3 separate regions of the Mus musculus genome follow, and regions 2 and 3 are each linked to region 1. The links are chromatin contacts, called in public Hi-C and HiChIP or PLAC-seq maps. All regions are on one chromosome and are shown on one strand. Each heading gives the region's core, a stretch centred on a gene start, on an enhancer-like site or on the middle of the called end of the contact. The rest is flanking DNA. Distances are from core to core; before and after follow the strand shown. Region 1 holds the start of Knstrn (kinetochore-localized astrin/SPAG5 binding). Region 2 holds the start of Knl1 (kinetochore scaffold 1). Region 3 overlaps Bub1b (BUB1B, mitotic checkpoint serine/threonine kinase).

Evidence for each region. Hi-C and Micro-C count contacts between places; a contact is called where the count stands out from the background. HiChIP or PLAC-seq counts read pairs in DNA pulled down with a chosen protein or histone mark.
Region 2: an H3K4me3 HiChIP or PLAC-seq map of embryonic stem cells shows a contact between it and region 1, with 12 read pairs. The contact joins the promoter of Knl1 here to the promoter of Knstrn in region 1. A contact is called at or near these places in 2 of 115 datasets of contacts at active chromatin or transcription factors (bone marrow-derived macrophages and embryonic stem cells) and 1 of 9 other capture datasets (liver).
Region 3: a contact with region 1 is called in a Hi-C map of CD8 T cells, with 3 times the contacts expected there. The contact joins the enhancer-like site here to the promoter of Knstrn in region 1. A contact is called at or near these places in 7 of 39 promoter capture datasets (the HPC-7 cell line, cranial neural crest, embryonic stem cells and 4 more), 3 of 484 Hi-C or Micro-C datasets (CD8 T cells, natural killer cells and nephron progenitors), 1 of 115 datasets of contacts at active chromatin or transcription factors (effector CD8 T cells) and 2 of 9 other capture datasets (adipose tissue and liver).

What each region holds. Positions count from the first base shown.
Region 1 is chr2:118,811,869-118,815,613 of GRCm38.p6, forward strand. It overlaps Knstrn (kinetochore-localized astrin/SPAG5 binding), which reads left to right and starts at 2,135. Exons shown (of 9, transcript NM_026412.3): 1 at 2,135-2,441; 2 at 2,533-2,624. The coding sequence starts at 2,233.
Region 2 is chr2:119,045,150-119,048,894 of GRCm38.p6, forward strand. It overlaps Knl1 (kinetochore scaffold 1), which reads left to right and starts at 1,970. Exons shown (of 24, transcript NM_029617.3): 1 at 1,970-2,074. n-TSgct7 (a tRNA gene) reads right to left here and starts at 1,682; the gene lies at 1,601-1,682.
Region 3 is chr2:118,641,038-118,644,782 of GRCm38.p6, forward strand. Bub1b (BUB1B, mitotic checkpoint serine/threonine kinase) reads left to right here. Exons shown (of 23, transcript NM_009773.3): 23 at 51-555. The coding sequence ends at 282. Among named protein-coding and RNA genes, the nearest start is that of Pak6, 21 kb to the right of the region's middle. Within about 2 kb of position 1,569, at least 65 of the 459 cell types and tissues checked have an H3K27ac peak or open chromatin away from gene starts, as enhancers often do. A contact at or near this core is called in CD8 T cells, the HPC-7 cell line, effector CD8 T cells and 3 more, where this site is marked.

The DNA.
Region 1 (3,745 bases), core at 885-3,384:
GGTGCCATCTGCCAGGAGCCCAAACTCAATGTTAAACTATCCTCAGGGTCCATTTTACTTGGACACAGGCTCCTGGTCCATCCTATCTAATGGAGACCTCCTGTTCTATCCATCTTCTTCTTTCTTCCCTCTCCTTCCTCATCATCCCTGCCTGCAATCCCCAGCCCAGTAACTAAAACTCTTGTCTATTTCTAGTCACCTGAGTAATTGGCTGTAGCCATTTTTCATTGAACCAATAATTCGTGTATGTAAGAATCTGCTCATTGGGGGTAACCACATCTTGGGGGCCAGTATTTAGCATTTGAATACACAGCAGCACCGGACCAACTCCCATCACATTAATTAATCAACCCCATAGGCATTAATTCATAAATAAATTAGACTCAGTGTCATTATTTGGGTACTGGGGCAGGCATAGAAAATTCCAAATGGTTACCAAAAGAATAGGAAGAAAATGACTTTAAGGGCTCTACCAAGAAAAAAGTCTGGTCCATGTCTTTAATCCCAGGACTCCCAAGGTACAAATATATCTCTGTGATAGATCATAGGTAGGTAGTTCTGGATCTTTGTGAGTTCAAGGCTAGCCTGGTCTATGTAGTAAATTCAGAACAGTCAGGACTACATAGTGAGCACCTGTAAAGGAAGGAGAGAAGAGGGGTGAGAGAGAAGAGAGGAGGTAGAGGATAGGATAGAGAAAGGAGAGAGGAGAGAGAAGGATAGGATAGAGAAAGGAGAGAGGAGGATAGGATAGAGAAAGGAGAGAGAAAAAGGAGAGAGGGGAGAAGAGGCAGAGGATAGGATAGAGAAAGGAGAGAGAAAAAGGAGAGAGGGGAGAAGAGGCAGAGGATAGGATAGAGAAAGGAGAGAGAAAAAGGAGAGAGGAGAGAGAAGATAGGATAGAGAAAGGGGGACGGGAGAGAGAGAGAGCAAGTTAACTGTCATTGGTTACTGTGTGGGTTCTTTCACCCTCTCCACCCTTTCAACCCCCTAACACTAGATAGGAGAGAATAAAAGAAAGAGGAGAAAGGACATTATCTTTAGACCACTTCCTGCTGCTTAGGGGCATTGAGTTCCTTGGGGGCAAGTTTGATCTTCACTGTCAGGGTATGTAATTTCTTCTTGTTCTTTCTTCTTTGCACATGACTACTTAACAAAGTGTGACCAACCATAACCAACAGCAAGCAACCAACAACCCACACCATTTCTCAGGGCCCTAGCATTTATATACCCTCTAAAAAGTTCCCAAAGTCCAAACATAACACCATCGCACTCTGATAGAGCACAAGGCACATCATAGTCAGTTGCTGTGAACTGTCTGAAGCAGCCCCATATCCCACACCAGGGATTAAAACAAAACCACATTTTCATAAAAGAAATCAAAATGCCAAAATTGTCACCATGGGGGGGGGGAGATCCATTTCTACCTTAAAACTTAACACTTCTCATTGTTCCTGAGATTAACAACTCCTTATCTTTCCTGAATCAAACACACCTAAATCTTATTATTTAAATAAGGTTTTGCTGTTCTGTAGCTCCTACTGGCCTGGAATGTAGCCTAGGCTAACCTTAAAGACAGGGCAATTCTCCCGTGGCAGCCTCCTGAGTGCTAGAATCACCACTGTGGACCACTAGGACCTCAGTCTTTCCGATTTATACTGGTTCTTTGCTTTTCTCTCTTATAGCATCTTTGTTTTCCCTTCATTATCTTCCCATGGATGGTAAATGTGTGTTTGCAGTTGTCTGTTTAGTGTGTTTTCTGGATTATAAGCTCCAAGAGGGCAGAGCTAAAGTCAGCCCTTCTATATACTCCCCTTACCCCATCACCCTCTTAAATGTCCAGCACCAGGCTGCTGCTCCTTTTGTATTTGTGTTTTCAACGTGACGACTGAAAATCTGCCTTGTTTTGTATGAGTAACTTTAATTTGTAATTAAATCTGCATGCGGGTTTTTAAGCACATTAGCTATTTCAGCCCACTGGTGTCCTTCAAGTAGGCTCTCCTGCTCTTCACCTGGTAGTTTCTATTCAGGCCACCTGTATTCCTGGCAGGATCCTTAGCAATCAAAGACCAAATAAAGAGGATTGTGACTTGACGCTAGGCGAGTTCACGTGTCTGCCTTCTGGCTGGAATGTGACAGCTTGGCTCAATAGCTCCATTCAAGCCAGCCCAGTGAGTCCCTGGCCCAGCCTCGACCAGCAGGCTGGAGCAACTCTGCTCGAACCTTCCGTACAGCATGGCGGCTCCCGAGGCCGAGGCACAAGAGACAGCCTTCCGTACAACAGGGCCGCCTACAGACTCGGAGCCGCGCCCCTTCCCTCCCAGCTCCCGGAAGTTTCCTTTTGAAAGCGCGGCGGCAGACTCTAACGAGGACTGGGCAGTTGCTGCGGAGCATTATTTGAAAGGGAGCGGAGAGAACGGCGGATGGGAGCAGCCGGCACCGGGGTTAAGCTCTGCGGGATGTGTGCGGGTGGAAGGACGGGCGGGCTGGCGTGGCGGGGCTCTGGCGCTGCTAATATCCGTCTTGCACTTTCAGGGTCCAGCCAAGCCACCCGGCTACGATGGCCAGTGCTAAGACGGTGTGCGATGCGCAGCCTCACTCGATGCCGAGCTGCGGCTTGCCCGCAGGTGGGTGTCCACACCTCCACCAGCCGGGGGGTCTGTAGTCTATATGCTAGGACTAAGAAGGACGAAATCTGTATGTCGGGGCGGCGTCCGGTTAGCTCTGACATCCTCCTGCTCCTCACCCCAACTAGGCTGTGTAAGAGAGTCCCTGTTCCTATTTCTGACCCAGCCCCCTTTTGCGATTACCAAGGTTATGCAGCGCTATGCAGCCCAGGCTAGCTTGGGGCACACAGAGATCCTGCCTCTGCCTCCTGAGTGCTTAAAGGCTTGTGTCACCATGCTCAGTGCTTGGCCTCCCTTTTTTCCTTTTTTTTTCTCCCCCCCGCTCCAGCCCTTCCCTCCCGCCCGCCTTTTTTAAAAGCTAGGTTTCACTCTGTAGCCCTGTGTAACGTTAGCTTTCAGCAACATTCCCACTTCCGCTCCGAAATGCTGAAATTACAGGCCCACTGCCACCACACTTGCCTCTCTAGAACCCCTTTTTTTTTTTAATTGTGTGCATGTGGTGCAGGGGGGGCTTGTGCATATGAGCTTAGGTGCCCATCGAGAGTCAGAGCCTTGATCCCCTAGACCTGGAGTTACAGGCGGTTGTGAGCCACCTTATATTGGTGCAGGGAACCAAACTCCAGTCCTCTGGAAGAGTAATTTTCCCTTTTAACCTCTGAGTCATCTCTTTAACCCTAGAAATTGCTTTTAATGCAGTTATCCTTTTTATTTCCAGGTAAAGATTGGTTGTCTTAAGATTGGGGAGAAAACTCCAGGGTTCCTTGTTCACATTAGCAGGTGCACAGTGGCTCTCCCGAGCAGACCATCAATATATGTTGAGTGGAATGAGAGAGATGAGCCCGGCCCAGACAGAGTTACTGAGAACCTTGAGAGGAGAGAGAGGCTGAAAACAATTTGTAGCTGCTTTTCTGTCTTGGTCTGTGCTGCTTTTCTTGTGGTTGACAGTCATCAGGTGAGGTCTGTAGTGATTGTACTGCCTCACGTGGCGATTATAGCACAGAAGATGGTCCTGGCGTTGGGCGGCTGTTAGGAGGGCTTAGGAGCATCCTTTTACCGTCCCTTTCCAGATGATTCCGCGCAGCGGATCGGAGAACAGCGGCAGGCAGGCTTGGCCTCAGAAG
Region 2 (3,745 bases), core at 720-3,219, 230 kb after region 1:
CCCCTGAAGGGATGTATGTCCCACCAGGACAGAAAACGGACAGTAAGACATGGCTGAAGAGAACTGGCCAAAAGTGCCCAGACTGTGAAGGTAGCAACATTCCCAAGGGATTTGGACCTAAAATGGAGGAACCAGGAGAGAGGCGTCTGACTGCCTTCCAATCATCAGTGCCACAAATCTTGCTGAAGCACCTGCCCCTGGTGCTGGGCTCTTGAACACTGAGCATGCCCAGTGAGAGGAATGTAAAATCACCACTCCAGGGGATCATTAAGAACTCTTCATGATCTGGTACCATACAGGATGAGGGTTAAACATCATGGAGTCAATAGATGTGGGTTACACTGTCCTGTCTGCAACTTAGAAGCTGTATAGCCTTGGACAAATTAATCTTTCAGTGTAAAACAACAATAATAGAATATGAAGACATCTATCATGATCACAGGGTTCTGCAGAGTCGGAGACACATAATCCATGTAAAATGTATGTTGCTTTTAGTTATGTAAAAAACATTAAGGGTTTTTAAGTGTGAGTTGAATGAATTTGTCTGATGATGTTACAGGAGGAAAATCTCTGTTCTTTTTTCTATTCCTAATCCTTTGGTTAAATCCAGAAGATTCAGCTTTTTGTCTTTTGAAAAGGTAGTCGTGTTCCTCTTCTTCAGTAGTTTCTGGATCATAGCAAGATTTCAAATGTCATGGGCATTTTTGTTTGTTTGTTTGTTTTGTTTTTGGGAGTTTTGTTTTGGGGTGGGGGTGGGGGGATTGAGACAGTGTTTCTGTGTAGCCCAGACTGTCCTGGAACTCATGCTGGAACTCACTCTGTAGACCAGGCTGGCTTCGAACTCAGAAATCCGCCTGCCTCTGCCTCCCAACTGCTGGGATTAAAGGTCTGCGCCACCACTGCCCTGCAAAGGGTTCACTTGGGTTACCCCCCCACCCCCACCCCCACCCCCACCCCTACCCCCACCCCCATGGGCACCTTTTTAATGTATACATTGAAAACAAATCCCATAGCTTGCTTAAGGGCTGGAAGAGGTGGCATTTGTAATGCAATATGGTACTTCACGATCAGGACAGGTATTAAACCCCCAAAATAGCGATTATGGGGGTATAGCTTTGTAATCCTAGCATTTGGGAAGGCGAGACAGGATGATTTTTAACCTGGAGGCTAGACTGCTACACAGTAAAACTGTGTCTCAAAATAACAAAAACAAAACAAAGCCCTCGGAGTAAGAGCTCATTAAAGACTGAAAGCATTCATCTCAGAGCTAGGACATTTCATGTTCCAGACCACCACTGAACATGTCCTGTTATTTTACTTTGTAAGAAATTAAATTCCTAGAAAAAAGTCTCTTTATCTGCTTTTTCTTCATCTGTGAGTCATAACATTCCAAAAGCAGCCTTTCAAATATCTCAATTCCTTCAGCTGATTTCAAATATCAAATTCCTTCAAATTACAATATCACCAACTAAAACACCTCGATGCTGAGACTAATTGTGTTAGATAGAACCTGATCGGAATTAAAACCCGAAGCAATATTTAATCACTTCCATCCTGTGGATTATAAATTCACATTACACTAATTAGCAAAAGACACTTTCGACGAGGATGGGATTCGAACCCATGCGTGCAGAGCACAATGGATTAGCAGTCCATCGCCTTAACCACTCGGCCACCTCGTCCCAGAAGCTAGTTTCTTCCTGGTAGCTATAGGGAGTAGACACAGAGCGCTGTGACGCAATACCATGGAAGTCGCCATTTTGTACGGAAGCCAACAGTGCGATTGTTTACTCTGCAAACACTCGAAAGAAGATGGCCGTTCTCAGAATAACAGAGACGAAGAAAATTCTGTAGAAAAGAAGAAAAACCCGAGGGAACTTAAGTCAGAGCAGAGGAGGACAGAGAAGTTTATGTCTTAGGGGCGGGGCCGGTCTGGAGCCGAAGGGGTGGGGTCTGCGCGGCGCGCAGCACTGAGCATGCGCATCACTAGGGCGGTTAGATTTGAATACTTCAGGGACGTTGAGAGGTGACGTCCGACTCCAAGGAGCGCGAGGACCCCAGACAAGTCAAGCAGGTGGTCGGTGGCGGGTCAGAATGCTCCTTTCCGTTCTGGGCTCCTGAGAGGGCTCGGGTTCTGTTTGAGTGCTGAAGGGCGGGCGCGGGTTGCTGAGGTCGCTCGGTCGTCGGGGCGATCTCGGAAAGGCCCTGCAGCCGACCGGACCGCGCGAGCGCCAACGGCCCGCTCTCCTTCTCCTGGAGCGCCGCGTTTCGCTTCTCCTTTCCCAAAGCCGCTCCATTCCCGGGGTCGTGTCGTCTGCGCGGTGCGCCGTGGGCCTCCGGGTTCGCCCCGCCCATCATCTTTGGTCAGGGCTCCGGGATCCGGTCCCACCGTCTCTCGCCAACTCCTTGTGGTATGTGTTTCTGACCGACGTTCCCTGCTTCCGTGGTCTGAAGGCGACGAGTGAACTTTAAATTGTAGGCTCCGTCCGAGCACAATAATAGAGTTTCGGGTTTCTGCAGGTCCAACATTAGTAAAGACAAATCGGTGTGTTAGATTACATAAATTTCCTTTCCCATCCAAAAGACTTTGGATTCCCTTTGGGAAGAAAAATATTGCCTACTGCAATTTTTAAAATGTACTAGACGTTGTAGTTTGATTTATGCTCATATATTTGAATGCCGAGTCAACTGAGAGTGGCACTGTTTGAAAGGATTAGGAGGAGGGGTGGCCTTGTTGGAGGAGATGTGTTAATGAGGGATGAGCTTTGAGGTTTCCAAAACTCTGCCTGCTGTTTGTGGACGTTCTTGGCTACTCCTTCAGCATTGTGTTTGCTCGCAGGTTCCCCATGATGACTGCTATATAAGTCTCTGAAACTGTAAGCAAGACCCCCAATTAACTGCTTCCTGCTATAAGAGTTGTGGCCATGGTGTCTCTTCACAGCAATAAAACTGTGACTAAGACAGAAGTTAACAGAGATAAAGCATGTGGCTAAAACCCAAAGCAGCAGTTTATTCTAGACACCAAGGTTGACCGTTAGTTTTCATTTCAGTTAAATTGGTTCCGTTGAGTCCCTTGTATGTCTCATAGGTTCATTGTCTTGTGCTAAAGTAGACTTCATGGGGATGGCATTTCATTGGTCAGATTGTTGGAGAGATGATTTATAAATATGGAAGGAAATATATCGTAAGGTATTTGGTCATTAAAGGTTAGGTTCAAGCAGTGTACTTCTTGACTATGTGAATGGCTGGAAACCTTTACAAGTTGATAGATGTAAATGGAGTAAAATGTTTGGGATGGTGATATAAATGATGTGTTTGATGCTGAGAATACGAGAAGGTACTGATTCTAGATACTGGATCGAACAAGCGTTTCCAATAGAATTTTCTGTGATAATAATATTCTATATCTGCACTGTCCAACATGGTATCTATTAGCAGTCATTTTTGGCGCACTTAAAATATGGTTATCAAAGAAATGTAGTATGATTACCAAAAACTTGAGTTTTAATTTGTTTCATCTTAATTTCATTGTATATAATCATTCAATTTGACAGCACAGGTCTAGAGTCTGTATCAGTGGAGTCTGAATCAGTGAAAATGTTTGTATATTTTGGTTGTATAAATTCAGGAATGGACAAAGAGCCAGATAGTATTTAGGCTCTGCTTGCTGTGGGTCAGTATGATGGTCTCTGCTACATGATGTTTTGGTGGTGATGTTTATTTTCTTCAGTTAAAAGAAAGTTCT
Region 3 (3,745 bases), core at 319-2,818, 170 kb before region 1:
TTTCACATGCCCAATCTTGATAGAAATGATTTTTTTTTAAATTTTCTTAGGCTAAAAGACAGTGAATTGTGGAATAAATTCTTTGTGCGGATTCTGAATGCCAGTGACAAGTCCACAGTGTCTGTTCTGGGGGAGCTGGCAGCAGAAATGGGTGGGGCTTTTGATGCCACATTCCATAGCCACCTGAACAGAGCCCTGTGGAAGCTGGGGAAGACAATCAGCCCGGAAGCTTTGCTCACTCAGCAAGACAAGCAGCCAGGCGGCTCCCAGAGCCCTGCCTAAGCCATGGGTATGGTGAAGAACTGGTCTGGGGCTGCTGTGATTTGTTTAGAGCACACTTAGACACATCAGCAGTCCTTCACTAGGGGTCACTCTCAGTAGCACAGCTTTCAGCCAGGTGGCTGTGCCCTGGCAGCCTCATCTGGTTTATTCAAAAGGTTTCTGTGCAGACAGCTGCTTTTTAGCCCTCTGGCTTCTGCCTTCTCTCTTTTGTAATTTTATAACATGTACTCTCCTTTCACTGTGTATTTTATAATAAAATAGTTTTTGTTACATTTCTGTTGCTGGCAATTCATCTACACTTGCAAACTAAGGTGATAAATGGCTTCATTTTGGAGAGGACTTACTCTACGGTGGTAGAAACTTATGTATCCCAGACTTAGAGCAGCTGCCTTTGGGTTATAAGAAGGCAGCTGGCCGGCCATTTCTTCCGTCTCTCTCTGTCCTTCTAGAGGGTGTCCAGAAAGAAGCAGGTAAAATGACACACACACACACACACACACACACACCAGCTTTCCTTAAGTTCAAAGGTACCGGCCTTTGGGGACAGAGTACTCAGCAACCTGTCATGCAGGACACAGGGCTGCTGAGGGGACAGAGACCATTTTCCTTAGGTGTCAGGAAAGCAGGGGTCAGAACAGAAAGGACTGAAGTGGGGACTAATATGGAAAACAGTAAGTCTGATGGAACACTGTGCACCCAAAGGGGCGCACTGGCTGGGTGTGTGGGGGGCTGTGGGGGTGTGTGTGTCATTAAGGCTTTTGTTTCTTCAGTAGGATAATAAGCATTTATTTATTTATTTCACACTAAAATGTCAGTCACCTGATGTCCACTCGTGCTGGTGCCTGAGTCTCCTCTACTTGTCACCATTGTTGCTCTAAGCTTGTTAGAGAGCAGATTCCCTAACTAATCTCTCAACTGAAACACTTGGGCAAATTCGACAGGGTAAGCCAGAAAAAATGTATCTGAAAGACAAAGAAAGTAAATATTTTCCTTCAACCAAAATACAGTTCTGCAAACATCTTCAGTTTGCTTCTTATACTGAAGATAATAAATGATGAAACTGCCTTTCTGTAATCAAGTCCTTCTTAGTCCCCAGTGCCCTGTATTGCCCAGGAAATTGAGAGCCTTTAACTTAAGTAAGCTTCTACCTAGTGAATACTTCAGCAGTCTAGGCAGCCAAGTTGCTGTATGGGCAAATCTTGTTTCTGAAAGTACAAGCAGGAGTGGGAGGAGCCAGGACACCCTGCAGCTCTGTTCACACCCCACACCTCACCCCATACACCCCCCACTCTCTGACCTCCGCCAACTTCAGCCTTTGAGGACAGGAAAGGATGTCACTGCCAACAGTGCCTGTCATCAACAATGTCTGCCATCGCTTCAGTTTTCTTTACAAAAGCATAAAACCACAAAATAGAACCCTTTCCGTTTCCCTTTCATTTTTGTTTATTTTTAAGCTAAGATCACTGCAGGGCATAGGCTGCCATCAAACCCCAGGTACTCTGGTCACATTCCCCAGAGGGCTGGAATTTCAGGGGCCCACCCACCAGACTCCCTCATATTTGATGCCCATTGTCTTAGGAAAAGGAAGCCTTTGTTTTGTGTAGAGGCTACAGGTGGCTTTGATCTGGTCTCATGAAAGCAAGAAGAACAGAATGCTGGGCCTGGGAGAAGGAAAGACAGATGCACAACTGGGAAGAACAGGACTTCTTTCTCCCCGTTTGGAGGAAGACTGTGGAATAAGCTCTCCCCATTCACAAAGCACTTTGTGCCCTAACTTGCTTGGGGCCCTGTTAGAGGCATCCTCCTCACAAGTCAGAGTGTTCTAACTGATGCCAGACCCGAGTCTGGAAGTGAACTCCTTCCTTCCTGCTGGAGGAAGTTGTGGCCTATTGCTCGAGCTGTGATCTCAGGCAGGTAGGAAAGTCTTTCAGGGTTAGCACAGGCCTTCAGAATAACTTGTTGATGTCTTAAGGTGAAAGTCTAAGGCAAGGCCAGTGAAGGTGCACTCTTCATTGGAACTGAAAACAAAATTCTTGCTCTACCAAAAGTTACTCTATTCTGACTTCAACAGCTCCCTACGGAGCAGGTGCAGCATGCTTTTAACATGACTGACTTTGACTATAATGAGGTCGGAGGCATGGAAGCTGAGTATTTACCAAGGTACAGATGTGTCTGGGTAAGAGCGCTTACCACTAAGCCTGATGACCAGAGTCCTACCCTCTGCATGGTAGAAGAGAGAACAGACTCCACAAGTCATCCTCTGACTCCATACATGTGTGTGTCACACGAGCCCATACCTACACACACATACCAATACACACATACCAACACACACATACCAACACACACATACCAATACACACACACCCACAATAAATAAAACCTTTTACAGATCAGCGAGAAAGGACGAACCACATAGCATCCAGGGCTGAAACTGAGACCTAAAGCTTGAACTCTGTCCCCAGTGCCCCGTTCAGTGCCTTAGCGTGAGTTAAAGGCTGATCCAGTGTTTGCCAGCACGCAGGTCAACACCTTTTCAGCCCCTCTAATGCCTTCTAACCCCCTCTGGTGCCTTGTGCAGAGAATATACTTTATATCCATATGCTATGATCTAACCTCTTGTACTCCTTGTTCCCCAAATCAATTTGGGTAAGTCAATTTAAGAAAAGATAAAAAAAGATAATGACTCAAGTAGCTCAGGCTTGATCTCAGTATGTAGCCCAGGGTGGCCTTGAACTCCTGCCTCCCTCTCCCAAATGGTGGAGTTACTGGCCTGTTCTACTACAACCAGCCTGAGATGGCTTTAGTGTTCTGCTTGGTTCCTTGCTTTTCCACTCCAGGACTGGCGGGATGTGGAGCCGAGGAGTTGCTGATCTTCTGCAGGTGTTTGCATCACCTGCCGTCGTTATCATCTCAGGTTCTAGTCACTTGCTTCTCCCCCACCCTCCAGCCATCTCAGAACTCATCTCACATGGCCCCAAGTCCCAACGAATTTGTCGTAGTCTACAGAACACTAGCTGCCCAGTTCCCTGATGTCTCTGCTTCCTTACTCAAGGTCAACCCACGTCCCTCTGGCCACTCTTGTCTGCCTGGAATTCTTTTCCAGTTCAGTGGATGACATGTGATCCCATGTGTGCTTGTATATACAAACCCTTTTTCTGTTTTCTCACTACTACTTAAACTAAGGGCAGGAATTTGTGTTCTTAACTCTAATACCCCAGTTAAATGCTTGCCTTTATAAGAGTTGCCTTGGTTATAGTGTCTCTTCACAGCAATAAAACCCTAACTCAGACAGTATTTTTCCTGCTTTTATGTTTGTATACAGCATGCATGCCTGGTGGCTGGAAGTCACATGAGGGTGTCCAATCCCCTGGAACTGGAGTTACGCATAGTTGTGAGCCACCACGTGGGTGGGTGCTGGAAACTGAACTCAGGTTCTCTGTGAGAGCAGTGAGTGCTCTTA